Regions from separate parts of the Arachis hypogaea genome. Here region 2 is linked to region 1. Evidence: chromatin contacts called from public Hi-C data. All regions are on one chromosome and are shown on one strand. Each heading gives the region's core, a stretch centred on a gene start, on an enhancer-like site or on the middle of the called end of the contact. The rest is flanking DNA. Distances are from core to core; before and after follow the strand shown.

The links. Hi-C and Micro-C count contacts between places; a contact is called where the count stands out from the background.
Region 2: a contact with region 1 is called in a Hi-C map of leaf, with 2.5 times the contacts expected there. The contact joins the enhancer-like site here to the promoter of LOC112743787 in region 1. A contact is called at or near these places in 2 of 8 Hi-C or Micro-C datasets (leaf and an unstated tissue).

Annotation. Positions count from the first base shown.
Region 1 is chr14:116,384,268-116,390,000 of arahy.Tifrunner.gnm2.J5K5, forward strand. LOC112743787 reads right to left here and starts at 1,832. Exons shown (of 2, transcript XM_025793123.3): 1 at 1-1,832. It overlaps LOC112743786 (protein LURP-one-related 10), which reads right to left. Exons shown (of 6, transcript XR_011871166.1): 5 at 3,101-3,295; 6 at 1,821-2,015.
Region 2 is chr14:116,650,791-116,656,915 of arahy.Tifrunner.gnm2.J5K5, forward strand. No RefSeq gene overlaps it. Among protein-coding and RNA genes, the nearest start is that of LOC112746136, 12 kb to the left of the region's middle. Within about 2 kb of position 4,716, at least 2 of the 3 cell types and tissues checked have open chromatin away from gene starts, as enhancers often do.

The DNA.
Region 1 (5,733 bases), core at 582-3,081:
CTCCGATTATTGCATTTGATTCAAGGACTAAGCCTTGAATAATTGAAGAAAGATTTTTTTAGACAAATTCCATAAGTTTTGAATAATTTGTTTGATGCTCATTATTGACTACTCTATATATGATAATAGTAAAATATTAGTATACTCATAGGTACTCCAAGTCTTATGTTTTGTGATTGGTAGCAACAAATGTCTCTATGAGTTATAGATAAAGAATAAGAATTTGAGTATCATAGATAATTAGAAAAAAAAATATGTATAAAGAAAAGAAATAAATAAGAAAATAATCTAAGAATATATTTGTCTCTTCACGAAAAAGATTTGGTCTTTTTTTTTAAATATTATAAAATAAGTCTTTCTATATAATTTTAATATTAAAAGTTTTTTTAATAATTAAATCTTCGTAACGGTCCTTTATAATAAATTTCCCTAAAAACAAAATACAGAAATCCCTGTTGAAAATTATCCTTCTTTTCACTTTCTCCATTAACAATAAAATGATGTGAAGAAAAAAAATCATAACAGAATCAAAATCCTAAATCAAAAATAAAAATCCAAAACAAATAATCATAAAAAAGTTATAATAAAAACTCAGAATAGAACATACAATTAAAATCAAGAAATAATAAGATCCAGACCCTAAACAAAAACTCATTATCAAGAACAAATAATCATAACCAAAAATTAAAATAACAAATCAGAACATAAACAAATATCATATCAAAACCAAAAAACAAAACTAATAATGAATAGTCAGATAAAAAAATTTAGAACTATGAATCACAGATGCGAAGCGCCAGCAAAACTGCAGAAAAGACGCTACAATCCATTCTCGAGGACGACAGAATGCAGGAGAAGCGGCTGCTGTTCGTGAAGGAAGGGCAACACAGAGGAGAGGGAAGCCCGACGAGGAAGGGAAGGAGAGAAAGGGCCGCGCGCGTCGAGAAAAGGGAAGAGCGACAAGGAAGGGCCGGCACGAGTGTGCTATCCGGCGACGTTAGGGCTGAGAGGACGACGGCGTTGTGGAGGGTGGGAGGAAGAGTTTTCGACGCTGTGGAATGGAGAGTGGAGAGTGGACAATGGATTGAGTTAATGAGTTAGGTATGTTTGGGTTCCTAATCCCAAGTGTGGCGGCTGTGTGTGGAAAAGGGGAGGGTTTGGTTTTATACTTTTATTTAGGGTTTTTTAATAAACCGATTCGGTTCGGTTAGGATTTTTTGAATTAGAATTGAAAATCGAACCGAACAGCACAAAAATTATAAAATATCATTTTTTTGATTTTTTTGGTTTTTGGTTTTTTCGGCTCAGTTGGTCGATTTTATTTTATTTAGATCGGTTTTAAACACTCCTATCTGTTATAGTTGTTAGGGATAATTTGTCCCGTGTTAGAGTTGTCAGGGACCATTTTATTTTTTGTTAGAATTGATGGAGCCATGGATCTAAGTGACTAACAGAGTTAATTGTTAAAGATCAATCGAATAATTAATTTTAATTAAAAACTAAAGTATCTGATTTAAAATTTTTTAAGGACTAAAATGAATAAATATTTTTTCTTTTTTGGTTCCGAGGAACATGAACTGGGGGAAGTGCTTAGGAGAGATTAACATCATGCAACAACAATCAAGTTTTATCCGATTAAGTAAGATTGACCATATAATTCAAACATCATTATTGAAGACTATTATATAATACAACCATATCCAATAACGAATAATCGGAGAACCATTAATACTGTACTTGTTTCATCCTTATATAAAAATATTTTTATTTTTAATATTTGTTAGTTTAAAAATTTCGCGATTGAATTATTATTCACAAAATTTTAAAAATAGTTAAAAATACTAAAAATAAAAATATAATTTTATGTATTATCAAATACAAACATCTAGTAAAAGAAACACACATACATGCACACAAACATCTAAAAATATATAGAAAACACAAAACCTGCACCACCTAACTCGAAGAACACAAACCCTGGAACAGGAGAGGCTCACCAATCACGAGCTCAAACTCTGCAGAATCCAGATTAAACCTCCATCATCATCCTCACTCACCATAAGACTTACATCAAAATAATTAAATTATTACTAATAAGGAGAAAATTAAAGAAATAGTTCAATTTCAATATTATCTGCACAATATATTTTTTGTTGGCATCTCTAAGTGTTCATATATGTATGGCATTATTACTTCTCCATTTGTCATCATCTAGAGTAGTTATTATATAAAGTACAATTTGTTCTTTTTTATTTGGTATGCAGGCTATCCAAAAAGGATAGATTATCTAAGATTATATAAAAAAGAGATATATCATCTGCCGAAATTTTATCGTATTAATGGACCTTTTAGTATACTACAGAATATATAATTATGTTTATTCTTCATTTAGAAGTTTAATAGAACGTACATTTAAAGTTTAAAAAAAAATTAGAAGATTTTATGAGATATATTTAATTTTAACTATAAAAAACAAGTTCAAATTGTTATCGCAACAATAACGCTGCTGCATAACTATATTAGACATTATTTTACAAGTGATTCTAAGGTTAAGAAATATGACCAAATAGATATACGTTGTCTTTGAAGAAGATGAAGATACCGATCAAAGTGAAGTTGAAGATAATTTTTAAAAAGATGGTGATGAGTTTCTTAAAACTATAGAAATAGTTTGAAATAATATAGCATCAAATTTAATTAATGAAAAGAATTGGGCTATATAAAGATTTAGGTGGTTTAATATTTCTAGCGATGATATTTATGATATTTATATAAAGATTTTAAGTTTAAAATTAAAAAATAATTTTTATTATATTTATGTCTATTATCATTCTTTAAATTTTGAGATTACTTATTTAGTTTTAGTTGATTTAGTATTCTCGTAATGCCATTATGATAAAATAAAAATTTAATATTTATATTATATATAAAATTTTAAAATTTAAAAAAATAATTATTTTTTATTATACATGTTTATTATGGTTATTTTTATTTTTAAAAATAATTTTTAGATTGATTTTATCAAATGCACGTGCAGCTTTTAAAAACTAAACTTTAAAAGACAATTTTCATAAATTAGTGTCGAAAAATAAAAACTTACCACACCAAGCTTTAGAGCTGCTCCTGCGATTCTAGCTGCTCCTGCGATTGTATCCGCACCCTTGACTTCATCTTTCTTAGTAGACTTCTTCTCAATGTATTTGATCTCATCAACAATGGTAAGAAGTGCTACTACGAAGCCATAGTCCACGTTTGGTTGAACCTCTACCTCGAAGCAGCCCTCTTTATTCGTCATCTACACACATATACATAAACTCATATTTTAGAGTAATGCCACATCATTAGTATAATTTATTATTGTTAGTTAAGAACTAATTAATAATGTTTACAAAAATTAATTAAAAATATAATATTAAACTGTTGGAGTAAAGATATTAAACTGTTAAATAATAAATTAAAATTACTGATTCTCAAACTCTTTTTTTTATATATATTCATTTAATTTTTTAAGAAAATTATTCATGCAATGGATGTTAAAATTAGTGGTTCTCTTTGTTGATGAGAATTATTAATTTGACTTCTAATTTTATATAGGTGAATTAAGTTTATCATTATCATAGGATTAGTATTGGACTTATAACTCAATTAAAGAATTATACTATAAATAAGAATATGATGTAATAATGTAAGATATGCATGATATAATTGAAAATTTTACTTTCCCTTTTTTACTTTAATTCTAGGAATTTCTCTTCTATTTTCTCTGATTATCTCTAATTCTCTTTATTCTTGATACAAATTCGTATCAAATGGTGCTTTCATTAAACACCATGCCACATATTCATGGTGATTCACTGGATTCAATTTGGAATCCGATTCAACATAACTTAAAACGCTTGAATTCAACTTATCAAGATCAGCATAAGATACTGATACGAATATAGCAAATGAGGAGTACATAAACAAAAGCGAGGAGTACATAAACAAAAGCCAGACAGTGTTGGAAGGAACAAACCATAGTTGTCAGAACCGAACCGGTAATCGAACCGGTCAAGTCACTGGGTCACTGGGTCATTGGTTCAACCGGTGAGTCACTGGTTGAACCGGTTGACTCGATACTATGCAAATAAAAAATAAAAATAGTCAAAAACCTAAAATTAAATTTTGAAAAATATATATTTTTACTAACATTCTAAGAACAATTAAGTCGAATTCTATAAATAACTAATACAAAAATAGACATATAATTAGTTCATACTACTATATAATATCTTAATTAGATACAATAAGAATAACAATCTATGAATTATATTCGAAGAATAATTTCAAGATCTAAATATTTTTGTATAATTAAATAATCATATAAATTATTTTTTTTCTCAGAATAAGTAATTTTATTTTATTTTTATATTCATTATTATTTTTTATTTTAAAATTAATTAATTTGTACTTCAATTAAAAAATAATTAATTTAAAAAATATTGAGATAAATATTTCCATGTATATGTATATATATGTATTAGTTATAAAGAATTGAAATATATATTATAAAAAGCATTAACAATAATAAAGAAATGGATTAGTGCAGTGGTTGCCAACTTGGTCTGCAATTCAGGAGATCCAAGTTTGACTCCTACTCCCTGCATTGCATTTTTTCAAATTTCAAACCCGCATGCTGATGTCAGCGTGACGTCAGCGGTACGCAGGTTGACCGGTTCGGTTCTGGTCCGTATCGGTTTTGACCAGTTTGAACCGGTTTGAGCAGTTCGTACCGGTTTTGACCGGTTCATTTTCTTAAGCGGTCAATATACCGAACCGGACCGGTACAAGGTCCAGTTCACCGATTTTCCGGTCGAACCGGCCGGTCCGGTCCGGTTTTTACAACTATGGAACAAACCATAGACAGGTGGCAGCTGGTCCACCTATTTCGGGCACTAGGAAGAGCACCAGGAAGAAAACAAATAGCAAGTGGTTGGAGGATTATGATCATTAGTGAATTGTGGTATGAAATCTCCCTTCCAAGGAACTATTCTCTTTTCCCCATTCTTCTCTTTTGCTATTTCTTCTCAAATTCTCAGCACACCTTTTATTCTTGTCTCAGGTTACTGGATGATGGCTGCTTCTTAAGGCTTAGGGCCTTGCACTATCTCGTTTCTGCTTGTGCCCCATTATTCATTCTGTACTAGTTATTTCTTAATTCCTTCATACTCACACTTCTATATTGTGAATGACTTATTGATACACATACCTTATACTAATACCACACTACAGTTTCTTCAATTCATTGGCTTCTCTGTACCATTTGGTGCTTTCATCCCATGACTATAACTGACAATACCTGCATGAAAGGCATGGAAGCTGACATCAAGAAACTCTTTCAGATGTTTGAATCCATTTCGGAGGAGACTCGTGCTGAGCATGCGTGATCGTCAGAAGCGACGAATCTGAAAATTAACACGCTACAACAGTCTATTACTCAGCTTCTCCATGCTTAGCCTCATCACAGATCTGAGTTGCATGAGCTCTCCCATGGTTCGAGCTCAGGGTCAGAATTCCACCAACGTCCTTTTATGTAATTGCGTCGAGTGGGTTTCGATCTGCCCAAATTTAACGGTTCTGATTCGTTAGGTTGGATCTTTTCTCTGGATCAGTATTTTGACTACTTCCGTGTGCCTGACGAAGAGCAAATAAGCATCGTGGTTATTCACATGACCGGTGCCACGATTCCTTGGT
Region 2 (6,125 bases), core at 3,466-5,965, 270 kb after region 1:
AAAACCAACCAAAATATACTAAAATTCAACCTCAAGCCTCCTAACTCATACATTAACAATTTTCATCAAATTCACAATTCACCGTCCCATCATTTTAACCCATCTCACTCAAATAACTCAATTTCAAACACATTTTCATGTCATATATTCTTCCTCATCCCAATATCCAACAACACCATTTCCAATCAACCATCATTACATATAATTAATATCATCCTTGCCATCAACATGGTTTCACCCACAATTCAACCTCAACTAATCATCAAGCATATATCAAACATGCATATTCCTCATGCGTCATACCATCAAAACACCAATATTCATAATCACACATATGACTACACAATATATCTCAATCATTCAACAACATCAATAATTTAATTCCTATCTTAGGGCCTCTAGCCTAAGTTTTCACACCACATTATATTTTAGATACAGAAAACCGAGACCATACCTTAGCCGATTTCTCCGCTCAACCGGAGCACCTCCAAATCACTTTTCCACAAGCTCTCAAGGCTTCAACACCTCCAAGAATAGATTTTTGCACACCAAAGCCCTTTTCTAAACTTTCCAAAATCTCAATCAAGCTTCAATATTCACATACACACTACCTAAGTCACCATTATCACATCCAAACACAATAACTCAATATCCAAACATCATAAACCACAAATTCCACTAGGATTGAGAATCTTACCACACCCAATAATCAACGAGACAAGATTAAGCCTCTCCTCCAAACTAATTGGGTCCTATAACATCAAGAGCTCACAAATCTCAATATTTTTCACCCAAATATTTGAAATCAATGCTGGGATTTCAGAGGAAAAAACGTGACTTACATCAAGAACAAATTAGTGGGTTTTGTAAAGCTCTTCGCGGTGAACGCGTGGCCGCAATATCGGAGCTCCGGATCAAAAGTTATGGTGATTTGAAGATCAAACAAGGGTAGAACTTTGGAAGAGTGTTCTTCCCCCTTTTTCTTTCCTTTTCAGCGTGTATGAGTGTTAGAGAGGAGAGAGAGCGCTGAAAATTAGGGTTTTAGATTTTTTATGTTGGGCCAAGGGCCCAATATGAGTCCGGTTGGCCCGGTTTAGCCCGTTCGGTCCAATCTTGGGCCAATTTCTATAAAATTGGTATCGAAATTCTCGTTTCAATCTCCTCTATCATATTAAGCCATAAAAATCACTTTTTTTGCTTTCTAGAATAAATTCTTATTTATGGATTAATTAGTCATTAATTAACTAGGTTTTACACCATAACTCGACAGTTACGTTATAACTCGGCGTTATACGTTACAATCAGACTCAATGAACTACATCCTGGAATAAAACTGTCTGACCAGGTATTTATTACTTATTAAACCTAATAACTGCTCATTAATTCAGATAATCAACAAGAACGTAACTGACTTATCTTACTTCATCTATAAAGGTATGATGTTTTATCCTCAACAGACACACTGAATCCTCAGTACTAACTTAAGTATCGGAGTGCCTTTTGCAGGTACACTCCCCCTTTGTTTATACTCTCCATGACGTGATATCTCTTTGGACGAAGAGCTCGGATCATTTCAGCTTATAGCTCAGCATTGAAGGTAAAAGCTCGACATCAACTCCTTTAACCGAGGTCACGTCCAGGTTATCCACACAAGAATACAAACACACACACACACACACACACATATATATATATATATATATATATATCGAAATTTTGGATATATTTAGATTTTATATGATTGATTAATTAGTAATCATTATTCTCTACTTATTTTATCGCTTCAAGTTATGGCTTCTTTTTATTTCTAAACTATGGCTCCAACCATATTCGATCAATGTATTTATTCACTTTAAAGAATTTTAATTTATTTTTAATGATATATAATATTCACTAACACACAAAATGTCTCACTAAAATAAATGCTTTACCATTTTAAACGATACGATATTTTTTCTTTATGTCATTTTTTTCGAAAAAAAAAAAAAAAATATATATATATATATATATATATATATATATATATATATATATATATATATATATATATCGAAATTTTGGATATATTTAGATTTTATATGATTGATTAATTAGTAATCATTATTCTCTACTTATTTTATCGCTTCAAGTTATGGCTTCTTTTTATTTCTAAACTATGGCTCCAACCATATTCGATCAATGTATTTATTCACTTTAAAGAATTTTAATTTATTTTTAATGATATATAATATTCACTAACACACAAAATGTCTCACTAAAATAAATGCTTTACCATTTTAAACGATACGATATTTTTTCTTGATGTCATTTTTTTCGAAAAAAAAATATATGAATAATTATACTTTTAACATGTTTTTTAACTAAGAAATTTTTTTTTAAATTTGATTGAGTTTTTTTATTTTTTATTTTTTAATTTATTTTATGCTATTTTTTGGTCTAATAAAAATCGAATTCTATTAGATCTTTTAATTATAAAAATTTTGATACTACATCATAAAAGAAGCATATAAATAAATATTTATTTATTTCTATAACGCATATCAATTTTTAAAAAGCGCCTATTAGGAAAAATCATCTTGTTTATATCGTTTATATGTGATATCGTGTTTCGTTTCTCCTTAATTCTTATTTGATTATTAAAAAGTTTGCAAACATTTTAATGAAATAACTGAAACAAATTTCAGCTAAAATAAAAAATACACTACAATGTCATGCTAAAATAACGATTAAAATGATAGTTGCAACCTATGCTAATAAACAGGTCATTCGTGTTATGCTCCGAAAGAAAGGGAGTATGTAGACGAGGTTACTGCAATAGATTTTTCATAAGTTGAAGTAGTCAAGAGTTGACAGAAACTTAAAACCTAGGTAGGGCATTCAAACTCTTTCCACAATGTGGACGAATGAAAAAAAAAATGTGAAAACATGTTATGTTTTGAATATTCATTTTGCAATACTCATCTCTTCTTCTTTATTATATAAATACGAATGGAATAAAATATATTTTCTAATCAAAATCAACTCAACAAATTAAATCAACACTCGATTTCATTACCGCATTGGATTATTATATTATTGATTTAATCGGTATTACTAGTCAAACTGTCTAAGCCAAATTAACTCTTGCTTATGGCCTAGGACTAGGTTTTAGACGTGCTCTTGATGTCATATAAGATTAGTTAAGAGAAGTATTAGACCATCTCCAGTGGGAAACTCATCCCAGTTTCTGTTTATAGCCCACCTATCATAAAAAGTAACTCTACATCAACTTTTGCGTCATAAACAGTAAATAGAAACTCAAAGCATCTCTCTCTTCTCCATTAGGAGGAACTAACTTTAGTCCCTATTGTGGTCCCACTTAATTAATTAATTAAAATACTTATAATTAATATAATTAATTTTTTTAATAATGTAATTTAAATATTTAAATTTAAAAATAATTTACTATTAAAAAATATTAATTATAATAATTCACTATAATAATATAAATATAAATATAAATAATATTTAATATTAATTATGATATAAATGATTAATATAAATTATTAATTAAATAAAAATTTTAATTATTTAATTTATTTAATTATTATAATTATTAATAAATTAATTATAACTTAATTACTTAATTAATTATTAGTTAATTAATTAATATAAATTATTAATTAAATAAAAATATTAATATTTAATTTAATTAGTATTATAATTATTATTAAATTAATTATTATTTAATTATATAATATAATTATTTAATTAATTAATATTTTATATAATTATTTATTTTTTATTATACTTGCCACTTGACAAACATATATTGGTTAATGGAAGTTCTCATTCAAAGGGACTCCCTCTTCTCTCTCTCTTCTTGAAAAACGTGAAGGAACTCACGTTAATTCTCTCCAATGGTCCAATTCCTTTTTTTTCTGACTAAATAGTAATTGGACTTTTTCATTGGAGATCCTCTTAGGAACTCATCAGCTTTTGTAATTTATAATAATTAATTAATTATTATTAGTAATTTTAATGGTGTGAGATTACATTTAATAGTGTGAAATTATTTTTTTCTTTTTGCTGGTTAAATAATAACAAAATTTTAATGAAAGTCCTGGCCTAGACTTTCTCATTAATTAATGTTAACTTATTCAACATTTTTTTATATTTAAACAAGACTAAAGATTCAATGAATAAAATTACAGAACAAAAATTAATCAGAATAAGACATTCCTTTTATAGTCATAAGCAAATATAATTATAAATTTAGGACTAAATAATTAATCAATAAAATGATAATATGGTTTAGCTTTTAAATTTTCATTTGATATGCAGTCAACCTCTTTATTACTTTCCTTGAATGTATGAGTCATCCTAGCTTGCTATCTCCTGTTGAGCAATTCTGCTATTTTCCTCACAATAGCTTCAGGTTGCTCCTTCAAGTTTGTTGTCCTTTTAAGCATGTCCACCACAAATTTTGAATCCACCTCAAGGATAATCTTCTTTGAGCCCATATTAGACATCCTATTTTGATGCTCTTACAGTCTTACGTCGATTAGATATCAGAAAAAAGCTAAGAGAACAATGACCATGAAACTTTAGTCTCACCATCCACAAGGACAAAAATGCTAGTAGCAAAAGATTCATATCCCATATTGAGTAGTTGCAATTAATATCATATGGTCATACTTACTATATAAATGAGTGTCATCCATTTGTATAATGGGCTTACAAAACCTAAACCCATCAATACATGGCTTGAAAGCCCAAAACATTCTTTTAACACCTGCCTTAAAGGATCAAAATCATCAATACCTGGGTCAGATGGCAATCTTGTTTGCCTCCCATAGAGCTGCACCGGGTTCAAATCCTCTTGGAGGAATATTGAACCATTTGTGTGTACCCCCATGTAGTGTGTGTGAGTGGATTGTGTGAGTGTGTAATGTATGAGTGTAATGCCTAAGATTGGGGCTGTCCAATCCACTTGACAAATAAAAAAAAAGTAACACAATTGTGCCTGGCATGCATATTTTCATCGCCTCTATCTATCTAGGTAGAAAGCAAGTTGTATGACTGGTCCCAATCACCAAAAACTAACCTTCACAATCGCCATTTCATTTTACCTTGTAAGCTTTAGAAACATTATATCCTTACTCATCCTGAATTCTCTCAATAATCAACTTCATAGGAACCTCAGGTTTAACTCTAACCATTTCTAAAACAGTACAACAAATCAATGTAGAGCTTAATTTATCATGATACTATGAAATTGTAGCATTAACATATGTGTGAGGTCTGTTGTACAACTTAATCTCCCAAGATCCTGACCCCTTACTACATATATCTCGTACCCTCCAATTGCAACTATTACAAAACTTTGGACACTTTACAATCAGTCTCTTTGAGTAAGTATCCTCCATCCTAAAAGGTTGATGTCTCTTAATTGAATAGTCTCGAAAAGCCTGTTTTACCTGCTTCTTTTTTTGTCACTTTAACTCCACTTTTAACTCTGTCTTTGGAGTTTATTGTACTTCTCTTCTCATTTCTGAAAAGTCATGACTCATGACATCCCAATTAATATAAAAAAAATTAAGAGTTGGATGGCACAAAGAAATGTTGTGGAGCAATTGTCACAACTTGGACTTCCTGGGGTGCAACCTCCATGTCTTCCTCCCCATTTCTGCATTCAGAAATTCTCTCAGCTAAAATTTGAGATGAATGAGTGTTTACAGTGTTGGGAGCCTCCGTAACATTCTCCCCAATTCTTAAGAATATCTAAGGTAAATGAACTCTTAATGGCCTTTAACTTTGAACCGTCGTATAGATCATTGTTCTCTATGCTCTCATCATCTATTAGCTGACCATTATAATGAACTAACATAATAAGTGGACCTATCAATAATGTCCTAAATAATATCAACCACAAAATAGGTATTATGAGGACAAATAAGACAAAATAATATGACCATATGTCAAATAAATTTCTCCTAACATACACATACTCACCCTAATAAATAGGTCTTATACTACTGCAAACAATTATAACTGAAAATAAAATAGTGCATACAAAATAGAATAACTAACCAGAATGTGATTAAAGAGATAGTTGAGAGAAAAAATCTAGAGAGAGAATATAA